Linked DNA regions of Mus musculus: all the other regions are linked to region 1. The links are chromatin contacts, called in public Hi-C maps. All regions are on one chromosome and are shown on one strand. Each heading gives the region's core, a stretch centred on a gene start, on an enhancer-like site or on the middle of the called end of the contact. The rest is flanking DNA. Distances are from core to core; before and after follow the strand shown. Region 1 holds the start of Nsun6 (NOL1/NOP2/Sun domain family member 6). Region 2 overlaps Cacnb2 (calcium channel, voltage-dependent, beta 2 subunit). Region 3 overlaps Cacnb2 (calcium channel, voltage-dependent, beta 2 subunit).

Region 1 (4,950 bases), core at 1,061-3,560:
TGGGGAGGCAGAGACATGACGTGCAGATCCCTTGAGCTTGCTGCCGGTCAGTCAATCCAGTTAAGTCAGCCAGCTCCAGATTCAGTGAGAGACCTTATCCCAAAAATGAAAGCTGCGAGTAATTGTGAGTGCACATCAATGTCTGGTTTCCACATATATGTGCACATATGTACATCTGGACCTGCACACACACACACACACACACACTCACACACACAAACACACACACTCATACAAGAGAAAAGCATTGAAAGAAAAAGAAGTTTCCTGTAATGGAGAAGTGTAGAATCCAGAATTAAGTCAGTCCCCCAGATCAATCTGAAATAAAATCCTCAGAGATAAAATGAGGTCATAACCAAACTTAAAATGATGATATCACATCATATTTATTTCTCCCACCGGTCCCTGCTTGGGGGCCCATACTACCCCTTTAAAGATCTAAAGTCTCTGTGACATTTGCATGTTTATATAGGAGTCTTCCATTGCTTAGACAGAACATCTCCACTCTACTAACTGCAGATTTACCACATGTTTTCTGGTCACTGTTCAAGTGTTCTGAAGTAGTGAACTACTTTATATCAAATGCATATTTAACAACAGTTTCCTTTTCTATTTCACAAAGGTTTGATTAGTCATTCAGGGAGTGCCCTTTATATGTCAAACAATGAGTATTCTATGTGGAAATGAAATTTCTCCCACATGGACTTTCAAGTTCAAGTTTTCTTTATTTTTTTAAAGACTTCAACTATATCTAGTGTCAAGGTTACTACAAAGTTGTCTGTTGAAATTCCTTTGTGTGGGTGGTCTAGCCCTCTGAATCCTGGGCAAAGCATTCCATGTTGCACCAAGATGTCATTTACCTGTTCTCCCTGCCTGAATGCAGCAGAACAGGCTACCCTTCCCAGGTCAGACTGTGCTTGGTGACAGCAAGGATAGAGTGCACATAGACACATAACCTTTCCCAGAGTTTGATTCACCTGTGCCCCCTTGGCTGCTTTTATATTGGGTAGCTCTATGAAACTAGTTTTATGTTAACTGCTGTAGATTCATATCACAGCCATATAAAATAGTGTGGTGGTTCCTGGAGGGGAGGCTGCCTGTCCTGCTGTAAGCAAGCCTAGCAAACTAATGTATTTCTTCAATTTGGACTTGTCAAGTTTTTCTTCAGCCACATCACTCTTATTTGGGGGTGAATAGATGTTTATGTCCTGTCAGGCATGTCATGCAACACTTAACACCTGTGTCCCAGACACATTCTGTTAGTTTCAGGTGATGAAGTCAGGAAGGAATCCCATGCATTGACCACAGATACATGATCTTGTGGAAAAACTGGGTACTTGTTTTAGAAACTGGCTTACTGGTCTATAGCCTATTTTCTTTTTCTGAGATTGTGGAAAGTTATTACAACTCTTGGAACTTTCTTTTACTCCTTGAAAACTGCTTATAACCACTGTGCTGAGCTGTGGCAGTGTCTTTGTCATGGAATTTTCACCTAGTAAAGACTTGGTGTGTCAGTTATATATATTTTAAAGCCAGTGTGAAAACTTAAAAGATTAAACACACACCAAGCAAAAACCCTCCTCTATAGTTACCTATGAAATATGGCTCAGAACAACAAAAAGCACAAAACAAACAAACCAAAACAAGCAAACCCTAACCCAGTGGCATTGGAGACAAAAGTATTCATCATGTTCAAGCATAAAACATCCCACTGACTTTGGTTAGTTATTTTTAAACTCTTGTCACCTCATTACCATCAGGGAATTCACATCAAGACTCTTGTTCTCTAAAGCACGTTAACTAGAAGCTTCATGGCTAGTTGTAAACACTATTAGGGGATTTTAAGTTGTACCTGAGTACCCACGGGTATTAGCACATTCAAAAAATATGGGTACTAGGGTAGGAGATATGGCTCAATAGTTAAGAGCACTTGTACCTGCATAGTGCCCAGGTTCCATTGTTAGCTCCCATATGTTGGCTTACAACCTTCAGATCCTGGGTTTGATCAAAGAGGCAAGCACATGCACTCAGGCAAAACATTCATACTCTTGACATAAATAAGTCTTTAAAAAAGAAAAAAAAGTGTCCGAGGGAAGCCTCCACCGCTACTTGTACTGGGACAATAAATGGAAATCTCCCTTATTTCAGGTTAGTGAGGTATCCAGTTCAACCCAGCATTCAAGAGTCCCAGGATGTACCCGGCACAGTCCTTCCTAGAAAAAGCTCCACCCTCAGGGGAGGTGATTGGCAGATGCAGGTTGGGCACGAACAGAAGGCTGGGCATCGAGTGCCGGAAGTGACGAACCCAGGAAGCGACTTTCTGTTCCGAAGCTGGGGGCGCGGTTTTGGAAAATAGCATGTCAGAGTGGATCTAGGCGCTGTCTGTTTTCCGATCTGCGTTTAGGTACACTTTTTGTCACCAAGCCCTATTTGGCGCAGTGTCGCAGTTCGGAGCTGTCTCACAGCATCCCAGAGAACGACAAACCTTGGGCCCTGCTCATTCCAGAACTCAGCACTGAAAGGCATTCTTGTGCTCGTCCATTGGCTGGCAACGCTGAAATTCGGAAATAAAGACTGCTTCCCAACATTTTCTTGGACAACTTAAAACAGAAAAAAATCAAAAGAATGTATGTATTTCCAAAGATATCTTTGAGACCTGAAGTTGAAAACTATCTCAAAGAGAGCTTTTTGAACGAGGAGGTAGGTCACGTACATAGATGTTTGCCAAAATTCTGATACAACTTCAGCAGAAAGAAGGGGAATATGTGGTTAGTTTTTGCCACTACTTTATTGGAATCTTTAAAAACAATGTGGTTTTTTTGTCACCATTGATGCTTACTGAGATGGAGATAAATATATGCTCACGTTTAGATGTAAGACAAAAGAAAGTGTTACGTGTCTGTCAGCCCTTAGTACTGAAGGGGTAGCAGAATCAACCAGAGAAGTTCCCTGGCCACACAACTCAAGACTTCCACAGTAGATGCACTTGTTCTGTTAAAGTACAGGCTCTTGTACTTACTCAGGTGATCAGGGCACTTTGAGTGCCTCATTAAATGCCACCAGGTGTTTGATTGGAAATGGTTACAATTTAGTCTAATAAATCATGGTAGAGTGATTTGGTTTCATTGTTAAGAACACCAGAGTCTAAGCAGTCCTCTTACTCATCCAAACTGACATAATTGTCAAGCAACTAAAGTTCAGATATAATGATTAAAAAGTCAGTTTTAGAAGCTATCTATCAATCCATCCATCCATCTATCTGTCCTTCTTTCATCTATCTATTGAAACAGGGTTAGAGAGTCAGGTGGATTTCTGAGTTTGAGGCCAGCCTGGTCTACAAAGTGAGTTCCAGGACAGTCAGGGATACACAGAGAAACCCTGTCTCAAAAAAAAAGAAAAAAAAGAAAAGAAAAGAAACAGGGGGGTTTCTCCACATAGTAGTGGCTATACTGGAACTCATAAGGTAGACCGGATTGGTCTTGAGTTTACTGTGATCCACCTGCCTCTGCCTCTGCCTCCTGAGTGCTAGAATTACAAGCTTGTAATCCACTGAACCTTACTGGAAAATGTTCATTTTGCATGAGTTACCTTGAATTAATTCTTACTAATAAAGCTTAAAGCTTAATTTATTCTATGAAAATTGAATGGGTTATAAGTACTTTCGAAGGTTGTCTTGGGGCATCAACCTTAAGTGAAAATCACTACATTGGTTTGGCAGGCATGTCTTAAAAAGAGTGTTAGTTACTTGTTACTGGCCACACTTAGCACAGAAATTCCCAGTGAATATTGATTGCCTTCTAGTAAAATATCCCTGCATGCTCTAACCACCTTACCTTAACCCCTTGGCAACGTGGATATTTTTCTAAATTTTTGGTTCTTTAGCAAAATTCAATCCACTAAAATGCTCTTTAGTGTTATTGGAGCTGAGATTTTAAAACTTATTTCCACATCTTATTTCCAAATATTGTTCATAGGATAAACTATATGGAAAGAGAAAGTATTTTATGCTTATTTCAAGGGGTCTTGGGAAGTATATATTAAGAGAGGAAGGGGGACAGTCAGTGGTCAATTTCAACGGTTTTAGAATGATGAACATTATTTTATGAAGGATTGATGCAATCTTTCAGGTCATCTCCTTTCCAAACCCACAAGGTATGACAGCTTAAATGAAGAAAGGCCATCCCATTTGTAAAACAGTTTGGAAAGGAAAGAAGTAATATCAACCAAACTAAGCCTTAAGTTTAACTTAACATTCCTTAAGTATGTTAATACTGATGACTACACACTGAAGCCGAGACCTGACTTCTTCTTACTGCAGGCTGTGTCTGCTTCAAGCAGACAAGAAGCAGAAAGGAAATTTGAGACTCTGCTGCTTCGCCTGTCACACCCTCCGTCGATGACAACTGTCAGAGTGAATACGCATTTAGGCTCAGTTCAGCATGTCAGAGGTCTGCTGCTTGAAGAGCTCCAGAAGGTTGGTGCAAGTGTGGTGTGCTGGGCAGCCACACTTCTTTTCTTTAAAGATGTATTTATTTATTTCATGTATGTGAGTACACTGTCGCTGTCCTCAGACACACCACAAGAGGGCATCATATCCCATTACAGATGGTTGTGAGCCACCGTGTGGTCCCTGGGAATTGAACTCAGGACCTCTGGAAAAGCAGTCTGTGCTCTTAACCACTGAGCCATCTCTCCAGCCCTGGCAGTCATACTTCTATTCTCTGCTGCACCACGTGCCACAAAATCCCATGGATAATAGGATAGTCTGTTGTTTTAAACTTGCTTATATACAGAGTTTATTGTTCTCATATAATTTTAAACAAGCATAGCGAAAGAGTTAAAGAAATATATTTGAGAATTAGGTGTTCAATTAAATCATAATCATCTATATGATATGTTGACAACATTTCAGTGGAACATGTCAATTAAGTATATGATGTTACTGCAATT
Region 2 (4,950 bases), core at 1,757-4,256, 340 kb after region 1:
TGCACTCTCCCACTTCAAACATCAATCAAGACGGGCTCTCACTGATTGACCAATCTGATTGAGACAATTTTTTCAGTTGAGTTTCCCTCTTTTCCAGTGATACAATGCTGTGCCTAGTTGACAATAAAATCGAGTTGGGACACAGATACACAAGTGGACAATGGAAAACGCTCTGCTCCTGTGGTGCTATGCAGGTAAAGAAAATAGGGACATGTATTTTTAAACACCAACTTGCAATTTTGATGTATTTTGGGAAGAGAGGTAGGAATGACAGACAGACTAAGTTCTTGTCTCATGTAGGGCATCTGTGGAAGGTAAGTATAGAATATGACATATGAATAAGACATGAGATCAAGAGAAGAAAGCATTAGATAAACACAAGAGGTGGGGGCTCACACTGTCCTCACAGAGGAGTCAGTAGGCACTTGTGATTTCATCTCCAATAGCCAGGATTGGGATCGGTTAGGATCATTCTGTCACTATAGCAACCGGACTTTGTGAGTGAAAGCCATGATAGAGTTTTGGGAAGGACAAACAACATTGACTGACACTTCAGCAGTGGCTTCATGCATGCTGTGCGGTGACTTCAGGGAGCTAAAATATACCAAAAAGAGGGTATTTTTTTACAACTACCACAATAGCTCTGTAAGGAGAGAAGGGCTTTCTAGGATATTTGTTGGAGAGAAATCTTGAAAGATGGTTTGATTCTGAATGTATTGTGAAGGCAGAGGTGATAAAACCCAGAGATCCACACTACATGAGACAATAATAACACCAAGCTGGGGTTTGAAAGGGGATACATGAGCTAAACAACATTGTGAATGTCAGCTCCATTTCCTAAAAGGCACCTTTAGGGAGAAGCAGGCTTGAAAAGGGGAACAAAACCAATTTGGAGAATCTTAATTTTGAAAAACTTTGGCAGAACATATAATCAGATGTGATACATGCCTTTAATTCACACACCCGCAGGGCAGAGACAGATAGAGCTTTGTGAGCTGGAAGCTAGCTTGTTCTATATAGTGAGTTCAAGCCAACCAGACCCATTTAGTGAGATCCTATCTTAAAAAAAGTCAAATTAAAGGTCTATATAATGTCAATGTAATGAGACCAGGTAGATAATTTATTGTACGACTTCAGGTTTCCAAAGGAATCTATGGGCACACAAGTTCATTTGGAAGGCAGCACAGAGATGCCTTTAAAACCATGGGCCTTTACAAAGATGGCCCAGAACTAGCTTCAACAAACAAGTGACTACAGAAGTCAGGAGTCTGGTAAGATACAGGAAATGATTTCTTTGGTTCATAGACAAAGAGAAATCAAATGTGATATAGACTACAGATTGAATATCAGATCTCAACATATACAGATCAATAATGTTTGTAGATGAGAGGAATTCAATGAGAGTTTGGGCCAAAAGTGCCAAGGACCAGCAAGATGACTCAGCAGGTAAGGTGCTTGCTGCCAAGCCGGATACCTGAGTTTGATCCCCATAACCCACATGGTGGGAGGAGAGAGCCCACTCCTAAAAGGTGTCCTCTGACCTCCACATGCAAGCCTCCCTACACATGTCCTATCCTCTCCTGCCAAGAAACAAAATTACCATTAAAAAGAGTCAGCTGATATAAACAATCTTGTATCATAGGAACATGTTTTTTCCAGGAAGATTTTATTTAGCATAGAAAACATGTCTGTAGAAAGATGTGGAATTAAGCAGAGGTGTTACAGGTTAGAGTAAAACAAGAGATGCTTTGAGAGAGATCACAGATAAATGTAGAAGAGAGCCGTTGGGTGGTCCAGAGGGGATGAGGCACCATGCACATTGACTGAATGACTAGACTGATTTCATTCATCTACTGTAATGTGAAGGAGGGCAGAGAACTGGGCATCTGACTGAACTGCAGCAGCTATAAGAAGGCCTTTTCAGAGAGGTGCCCCTTTCTCTGATGAAGTTAGGAGAAAGATCATTAAATGAGAGCAGAGAGAGGAGGAAAGTGTTGGGCACTGGACATCAAGGAGGGTGTGGAAAGGGATTCTCAGGAATGGTATTGTAGATGGGCCAGGTAAACAGAAAAGAGAAAACAGGGGATGGTATCGAGTATAGTGTCAAATACGTGTTTCTACCTGCATAAAAGTTTCCCATGCTGATGTTTCTAACATGACCCCTTATGCTCATCTGCTGGAGTTCAAGGGTCAAGTCAATGAGCATCAGATTCAACCTGGCTTGGTGTTTCTCAGGAACGTGAGCCAGAGGGGGAGGGGAGCAGAGAGCTGAATGTTGAATGTGCCAAGGGGCCCAAGTAAGCAGAAAACTAATGATCTGTTAATAGTGAGGGGGGTGAGAAACTGTGAAAGAAAAAAAACATACCAGATCACAGAAAAGAAGAATTCTTACAGCAATAGCAGACATGTCAGATTAGATCAGTCTCTTCTGACGTAGCTTCCAGAGAAGTCACCTCCTGGTGATATTGTACTAGTGTGTCAATGTGTCAACTAGTGGAAACACAATGCCCAAGAGAAGCAACTGCAGGGAGGGAGGATGTCCATACGTGGTTGATCTGGTTGTGTTTGAGGCCTGTGGTGAGGCAGAAATCATATAGTGGAAGAGCATGTTGGGAAAAGGATGTGTGCTTTATAGTGTACAGGAATGAAAATGAGCAAGATAGAGCATCAGGGGAGGGAGGGAGAGAGAGAGAGAGAGAGAGAGGAGAGAGAGAGAGAGAGAGAGAGAGAGAGAGAGAGAGAGAGACTGACTCAATTTCTAGAGCTAGATGAAATGCTCTACAACCCCGACCACCTTCCTCTAGTCCCTTCAGCAGTGAAACCATCAGAGGTTAATCTATTGAAAGTCATTGTGACCCAATACCCTCTGGACATTACTGCTCAGGACTAAGTTGCCAATACATGTTTCTCTGGGGACATTTCCCATCGAAACTATGTTAACTAGCAGTGGAACTCACTGTTATGATGAAATGGGTAAGAAACCCTCATTTCCTGCTGTCTGCTGTAGCCATGTGAACATATAATGAAGAAGTTAACTGAAATAGGAAAACATTTCTCCAATGAGGAGCGGACATGGAAGACTCCACTGGGAGTCATCTGATTAGGTATAAAGAACTTCAAATCTAGTATACTTGCCCAATTATTTTATACTCAGATCACAGAAGCCTTTTATTATTCTCATTTAAGAAGCAGACAGTCACCAAGACAACATAATTAAACTATGAATCTTCATTCTTTGAAAGATCCCACTCATTATGCTTGATATAAACACCTTCACCCCCTCATAAATAGCATCGCATGCAGGTTTTAATGTCAACTTAGTTGACTTTGGAGCAGCAGAAATTTTTACTGAATTTCAAAGCCTAAGCTAATAAGTCTTCGCAGAGTGGGGCTAGAGTCCAGGGTGTCATTAGATAACACTCCATCGCTGAGCTCTATCCCCTGCCCCCAAACTGATTTACAGTTCCATGTTACCTCTCTGATTTGATCAATGCAATGATCTCAGTACATATGCCAAGCTCACATGCTGAAATCTGACCAACATAGTCTTAAAAAGTATGACCTATGTCGTGCTGAGGTCATCAGGGCTGGCTCTTCAAGAGTTGAACTAGTGTGTTTATATGAGGACCCTCCATGTCCCGTGCATGGTAGGAGGTCACAGCAATATGCCACCTGAGAACCAGGAACTGGGTCCTAGGCAGATGCCAGATCTGCTTTGAACTCGCACTTTCTTCCCAGGTTTCATATTTGAAAGAAACATCAACTATTTATAAGTCCCATTATGAATGACATTTAAGCATTTCAACCTGGATGAGAATAAATTTATGTTGGCATGATCAGTGAACATGCCTAAAATTCCAGTATGAACTTTCTTGAAGGGTACCATGGAGGGATTCATAATTTGTAACACATAACAGTTTACATCCAACCATTCATGCCCAACTGGAGCCATTCTAAGGAAAACTGGGACAGGTAATTTACTGCCCAGTCTGAAAACCTTGACTACTCCAGCCTTTGGCAGTATTTGGATTTACATGGGACCCTGCTCATGCACTTGGTTGTTCCTTTTCTGGGAGGACAGAAAGAACATGGTGTGAGAATGAGGATGGGGGCTCAAAAGGAATAGAAGGCTGAGTCACAGAAAGAGATATGACCACAAGGTGGCAGTAGCATACAGCTCAGGTGCTTCCCCAGCAGATTTCTGTTTATAGGCTCCTCATAGGCTGAGAGAATATCCAGGGGAGAAGGAAATTGAATGGGCTCCCAAAGGTGTCACTCAGCTAGTATGGAGAGTGTCTGGACCTGGCAACCACAGGTCTACACCTCATCCCTGAGTAGGACATTGGATGGAGGGAATCCTCAAAGCCCAATAGCCAAAAGCCTACTTGTGTGGGCCACGTTTAATATGATGACTGTGTTAAAGGAGCGGGGAGTGGTGGTACACACAGGAAGCAGAAGCATGTGGATCAGATTTGCAGACCATTCATAGCTACAAGCTTGATGTCAGCCCGGACCAAAGGAGACCCTGTGTAACACTGTAGTCACGAGTAGTGAATGAAATTCTCAGGAGATAAAGACAGACAGGCAGGCAGACAGACAGACACCCAGGAGGTAGGGAGACAGGAAGGAAGGAGGGAATAGAGGAAGGAAGAATAAAAGTGTAAAAATGGGGTCTGATTCCACACGGATTTTTGAGCTAATGGGATTTCACTTAAAAAAAGAAATGGAATTAGAGATGAATACCTAGTCCATCTTTTATTACTTAAATAATGAAATAAATAGAAAAATCTTTATGTAACCACATCCCTCATATATTTTTTAAACAAATAAGAAACAGAACAGGCCTCATTCACCCTTAGCATGGTCCTAGCGCTCTGGAGGCTGAAACAAGAGGATGCTGGACTCCAGGCCACTCTGGGCTATGGAACAATATCTTGTCTCAATATGAGG
Region 3 (4,950 bases), core at 1,476-3,975, 280 kb after region 1:
TTCCCTTCCTTTTTCTCACAAAGAGTTCTAAGATCTGGCCTTTCAGCCTGCACTACTGGGAAGATCTCAGAGAAAAAGAAAAGCAAGAGTAAAGTCTTGCTTTACTTATTTATCTCAATAGATGACTTTAGTGTCAAAGAAGGCTTGAACATGACCTTATTCAGTGCAAGTTACAATATGATACTATGACCCCAGAGAGATGCCAGGAAACTTCAGAAGTGAAAATTTTCCTGTGTATGGGCATGGATCTTTGTGAGAGAGCACTGTCTCTGTTCAGGTAGCCTGCCCACTGTTGTATCATATCTGTTAGATTAGGAACGCCTACCTCATATCTGCCTGTCATTCATATTAAAAAAAATACATGCTATTCCTTATGTTCAGTTACACAGACAGCTAACACAAAGCTTGCCAAGATAAACACTGATTAACAAACTAGTTAAACTTTGGGCCTCATTGGACAGTATTACTAGATCATCACTTCTGTTCCAAAACTCATGAATGAATTGAGTTTCATTCAAATACCTACTGTCAGGTTGGGATTCCTGATGTGTCAAATTTCAGTAATCCTCTCTCTACTCTGTTGATAGCATTTTTTAAAATATTCTTTATTAGGTATTTTCCTCATTTGCATTTCCAATGCTATCCCAAAAGTCCCCCATACCCTCCCCCCCCATTCCCCTACCCACCCACTCCCACTTTTTGGTCCTGGCGTTCCCCTGTACTGGGGCATATAAAGTTTGCAAGTCCAATGGGCCTCTCTTTCCATTGATGGCCAACTAGGCCATCTTTTGATACATATGCAGCTAGAGTCAAGAGCTCCGGGGTACTGGTTAGTTCATAATGTTGTTCCACCTATAGGGTGGCAAATCCCTTTAGCTCCTTGGGTACTTTCTCTAGCTCATCCATTGGGGGCCGTGTGACCCATCCAATAGCTGACTGTGAGCATCCACTTCTGTGTTTGCTAGGCCCCGGCATAGTCTCACAAGAGACAGCTATATCTGGGTCCTTTCAGCAAAAACTTGCTAGTGTATGCAATGGTGTCAGCGTTTAGAAACTGATTATGGGATGGATCCCCGGATATGGCAGTCTCTAGATGGTCCATCCTTTCGTCACAGCTCCAAACTTTGTCTTTGTAACTCCTTCCATGGGTGTTTTGTTCCCAATTTTACCCAGTCCTTCGAACTGAAATAAAATATATAACTTGGATTACTTCCTGGGGTTTCATGGGAAGGTGAAATGGACAATTTCTTCTTGTATCTGAGGAGGCGGCTCTGTAGATTTATTGTGTGAAGCATGGTTAGCTAGGCAGAATAGACCCAAGAACCTTGTCATACACTTTTAGGCACAGGTGCATGCTTTCATGTTTCCAGAGAACGAATCCAGCTAAATTCACTCTCTTGGTTTGATATGGGCAATTAATGATGATGATCATAAACTTAGAAGCTAAGAACTAGCAAACTGTGCTAAGATAAAAAAAAAATACCCAACCTCTGTGGTGACAGGAATTCTCATATGTTTGCAGTCCTGAATATATTAGTCCCCTTTTTTGAAAGGAGTGGGTGTTTGCTCTGTACCTTTAGAGAGCTTAAGAGTTTCCATCTCACTTTTTTTTTTTAATTTAGAGGAATGAAAGTTAAAAGCATGTACTTTTAAATTAATTGACTCATTTTCTTATGAATTAGCACTCACTGCCAGGAAAATTCCATCTCCTACCCTCCCACCCCCCAGGAAATTTGAACGTTCTATTCATCTGTTCCCTCAAAGTCATCTCATGTTTGTCTATTTGTTTGCATTAAACATGCTAACTCTCAAAGGCAAGAAAGACAACTAGCATTGTGATGGCATTAAGTATTTTGTTATATTTCATAATTTAAAAGTGAATTTACTCTATGCTATAGCTATATACATGATGAGGGTAACTGTCAGAGTCTCTAATTCCTTATGATCTCTCCTAATAATATTCAGCTTTGATCTTGGCTTAGGAGAAATGGCAGCAATGAAGTTAGTGAGGTGTAAGAGTCAACTTGGTAACCAAGGAGAGGGAGCAAATATGAGGGTCAAGAGCATTTATCAGAAAGGCAGAGATTTTCTTCATGAAAATAACAAGTAGCAGAGCAGGAAGTGTAGGATGACTCCAGACTGCAGATATTCTCAAATGGGCGTCCTCACGAATCCACATTGGTACCAAAGTGGCATGCTAGCGGCATAGCCAGGACAAATATGTGGCATATTCTCTCTACTGACCTGGGTGTCTAAGGCAGCTAGCTGTCAGGGCTCTCACTCACAGTCTGCCTACACCAAGCCTGGGTTAGTAGGAACAAAACTTCCAAACTAAGCATGTTGAACAAGCTATGATTCATGAACACATTACAAATTAGAGGATGTCTCAACCTGAGGGAATAAGTTACCACTGGTCTTAGGTCCTAGGCCCTCAAAATGTCAATGTGGGAGATAATGCACTCCCAGGCAGAGATACTGGTCCCAGAGGGAGAGCATTAACATCCCAGTCTGAAGCATCTTCACAGAATAACACTGTTGTTCAAAGGCACTTTCATTTCCTAGTCTCAGACATAACAGCTGGAGATATGATTACAGACTCATGCAAGACGGAGACCCTGACAGGTTGGAGGCTTTTCTAATGAAAATACTGGGGATCTATTATGACTTGAATATGGTGAAATTTCTCCTAAAGGCACATGTGTCTGAATGTGCCAGGTAGTGGCACTGTTTGGGGAAGTAACAGAACCTTTAGGAGGTGACGTCAAGCTGTCAGCAGTAGAGAAGTAGCAGTAAGTCTTGAGGTTTTCCAGTTTCTGTTGCCTTCACTTTCCCCATTGTGGACAAGTAACTACCCTCCTCAAACTCCCCACCAGATTTTTCCTACCACGAATGACTATATCATCAAACCATGAGCTCAAATCCGCCCTTTCTCCCTTGAGTCTTGCCTTGTATCATAACAACAAGAGAAGAACACCAAACTCAAACCCAAGAGACTGAAGTGAGAGTCGGTAAGCAGAGGTGCCTGAACAGCTGGTCTCTGGTGCTGTATGCTTCACTTGTCTGTCGTATGCAGGCAGTTCAGATAGATTGTAAATATTTAATATATCTGGGGACAGAAAGGAAATCTGAGATGGGTTCAATCTACCTAGAAACTGATGAGAATCTGGCACTCACTGGATAGAAGAAGCATTTGGAATGGGTGGGGAAAGAGAAGAGTTAGAAGTCTGCAGTAAGTACAGAGGCTGGTATACATCCTATTACAATAGAGACAATAAAATCCCAAGGAAGGGTCACAGCAGTAGAACTAGAAAGGGCAACAGAGAAGCAGATTCTCGTGTGCATGTACTGGTACTATTGTAAGGATGTTATACATGGTACTTACAAAAATATTCCTCCAGGACAAATTTCTTACCCTCATTGACAGATACACTAAAACTCAAACAGTTAATGGTTTAACCCAAGTCACATAACTAGTGGTAAAATTAGGATTAGATCTAGAGTTGGTACCCAAAGCAGACATATCCCCATTGCAGTACGCAGTCAGTGATGGTTGGACTTGAGGATAGGAGGAAAGAGCACCATCAGGAGCCAGAGCAGGAAGGAAGTTACTTTTGAGACAGGAATGACTTGATTTCTTTAATATCTCTAAGAACTCTGTGAGTTTGAACTGAGTATTTTGACAACATATAAATCAAAGTAATAAATAACAAAAATTAATAGTATCAGAATTGCAAATACAGGCTTCTTAATGCTTTCTTGCTGGCTCTATAAAATGTTACATGTTCATGTTCACTAATGGCAACCTGGTGTGCAAGCTCTCAGGTTCCCAAGACTAGACATAGTCTACATAGACCAAAATCAACCTTTGTTGGAAAAAGAGAACAATTCCCTCTGTGTGTGAGAGCATCTGGATGAAGGTCAGTGGCTGTGTGAGCAGGTGACTCACTTATCTATGTCACAAGACTCACTGTGAGTTCATCCATTGCAAGAAAGTTTGGAAAAGCTCACGGTCACATGTATGCCTGAGGAGACTTGGCTTCTAAGAAATCCTTTTGCTGTTTTGTCTTTCTACTGGATCTTTTTATGTAACAGTGGATAGCCTTGAACATATGATCTTCCTGTTCTGACCCCCCTTGTGTTGGAATTACAAACATGTATACCATCTCATCGACATCTTAATAAAAGAAAGAGAGAGGACAAATAATAACCAGGACACAGACACACACATTTCATCTGTATAGATAGTGTAAATGGGTGCTTTGCCTTGGTGCCATGTGCATGCCTAGTACTCACAGAAGCCAGAAGAGATATCAGATAACCCTGCAACTGGAGCTACACATAATTTTGAGATAGCTCATGGGAGCCAGGAATTGGATTCATAGCCTCTGGAAGAATAACCAGGGTTATTAACTATCTCCAGTTCCAATAATAGGGAAGAGATTTTAATGATAATGTCATATGTTCATGGAAAAAAGGTAAAACTTTGCAATTACATAGTTTCAGTAACTGTTATTGTCTGAAAAGACAGGAAAATACATGTGCATTGAAATATGTATTTGGTATGAAGCAAAACCAACAAGAGGCAAACTAGCCCAGTAAGTCATGACTTCAAGTTTTTCAGTTTGAAATTTATCAAAATAGACAGGGTGATTACAGGGGTTAGTAAAAAAACAAAACAAAAACAAAAACAAAAAACCTTTTTTTAAATATAAAAACAACCTAAAAGATAGTGAACTTTAAAATATGCAAGTTGTTTATGCTGAAATGCATGCATGAGTTCAAATGACCAAAGAAGGCTGGGGATTCTGGTCCTCAAGGATAGTATTTCTGTTTAAGGAAGGAACCAAGGTTTCAGCCTATAGGCAGCATGCTGACTAGTCACGTTAGACTTTCAGCAAGCTTCTAGATGCATATGTTTTTACAGTAGCAGGTAGGCACTGATAGTATCCC

The links. Hi-C and Micro-C count contacts between places; a contact is called where the count stands out from the background.
Region 2: a contact with region 1 is called in a Hi-C map of granulocyte-monocyte progenitors, with 3 times the contacts expected there. The contact joins the enhancer-like site here to the promoter of Nsun6 in region 1. A contact is called at or near these places in 4 of 39 promoter capture datasets (the 3T3-L1 cell line, the C10 cell line and hippocampal neurons), 13 of 484 Hi-C or Micro-C datasets (B cells, the C10 cell line, the C2C12 cell line and 8 more) and 4 of 115 datasets of contacts at active chromatin or transcription factors (VIP interneurons, embryonic stem cells and large pre-B cells).
Region 3: a Hi-C map of olfactory sensory neurons shows a contact between it and region 1, with 1.7 times the contacts expected there. The contact joins the enhancer-like site here to the promoter of Nsun6 in region 1. A contact is called at or near these places in 8 of 39 promoter capture datasets (3T3-L1-derived adipocytes, the C10 cell line, cranial neural crest and 5 more) and 3 of 484 Hi-C or Micro-C datasets (cortical neurons, olfactory sensory neurons and rod photoreceptor).

Annotation. Positions count from the first base shown.
Region 1 is chr2:15,046,672-15,051,621 of GRCm38.p6, reverse strand. It overlaps Nsun6 (NOL1/NOP2/Sun domain family member 6), which reads left to right and starts at 2,310. Exons shown (of 11, transcript NM_028950.5): 1 at 2,310-2,700; 2 at 4,319-4,474. The coding sequence starts at 2,626.
Region 2 is chr2:14,711,242-14,716,191 of GRCm38.p6, reverse strand. The region is part of intron 2 of Cacnb2 (calcium channel, voltage-dependent, beta 2 subunit); the gene reads right to left. Among named protein-coding and RNA genes, the nearest start is that of Gm13269, 53 kb to the left of the region's middle. Within about 2 kb of position 3,006, at least 3 of the 459 cell types and tissues checked have an H3K27ac peak or open chromatin away from gene starts, as enhancers often do. A contact at or near this core is called in granulocyte-monocyte progenitors, where this site is marked.
Region 3 is chr2:14,768,651-14,773,600 of GRCm38.p6, reverse strand. All of the region lies in intron 2 of Cacnb2 (calcium channel, voltage-dependent, beta 2 subunit), which reads right to left. Among named protein-coding and RNA genes, the nearest start is that of Gm13269, 4.1 kb to the right of the region's middle. Within about 2 kb of position 2,725, at least 15 of the 459 cell types and tissues checked have an H3K27ac peak or open chromatin away from gene starts, as enhancers often do. A contact at or near this core is called in olfactory sensory neurons, where this site is marked.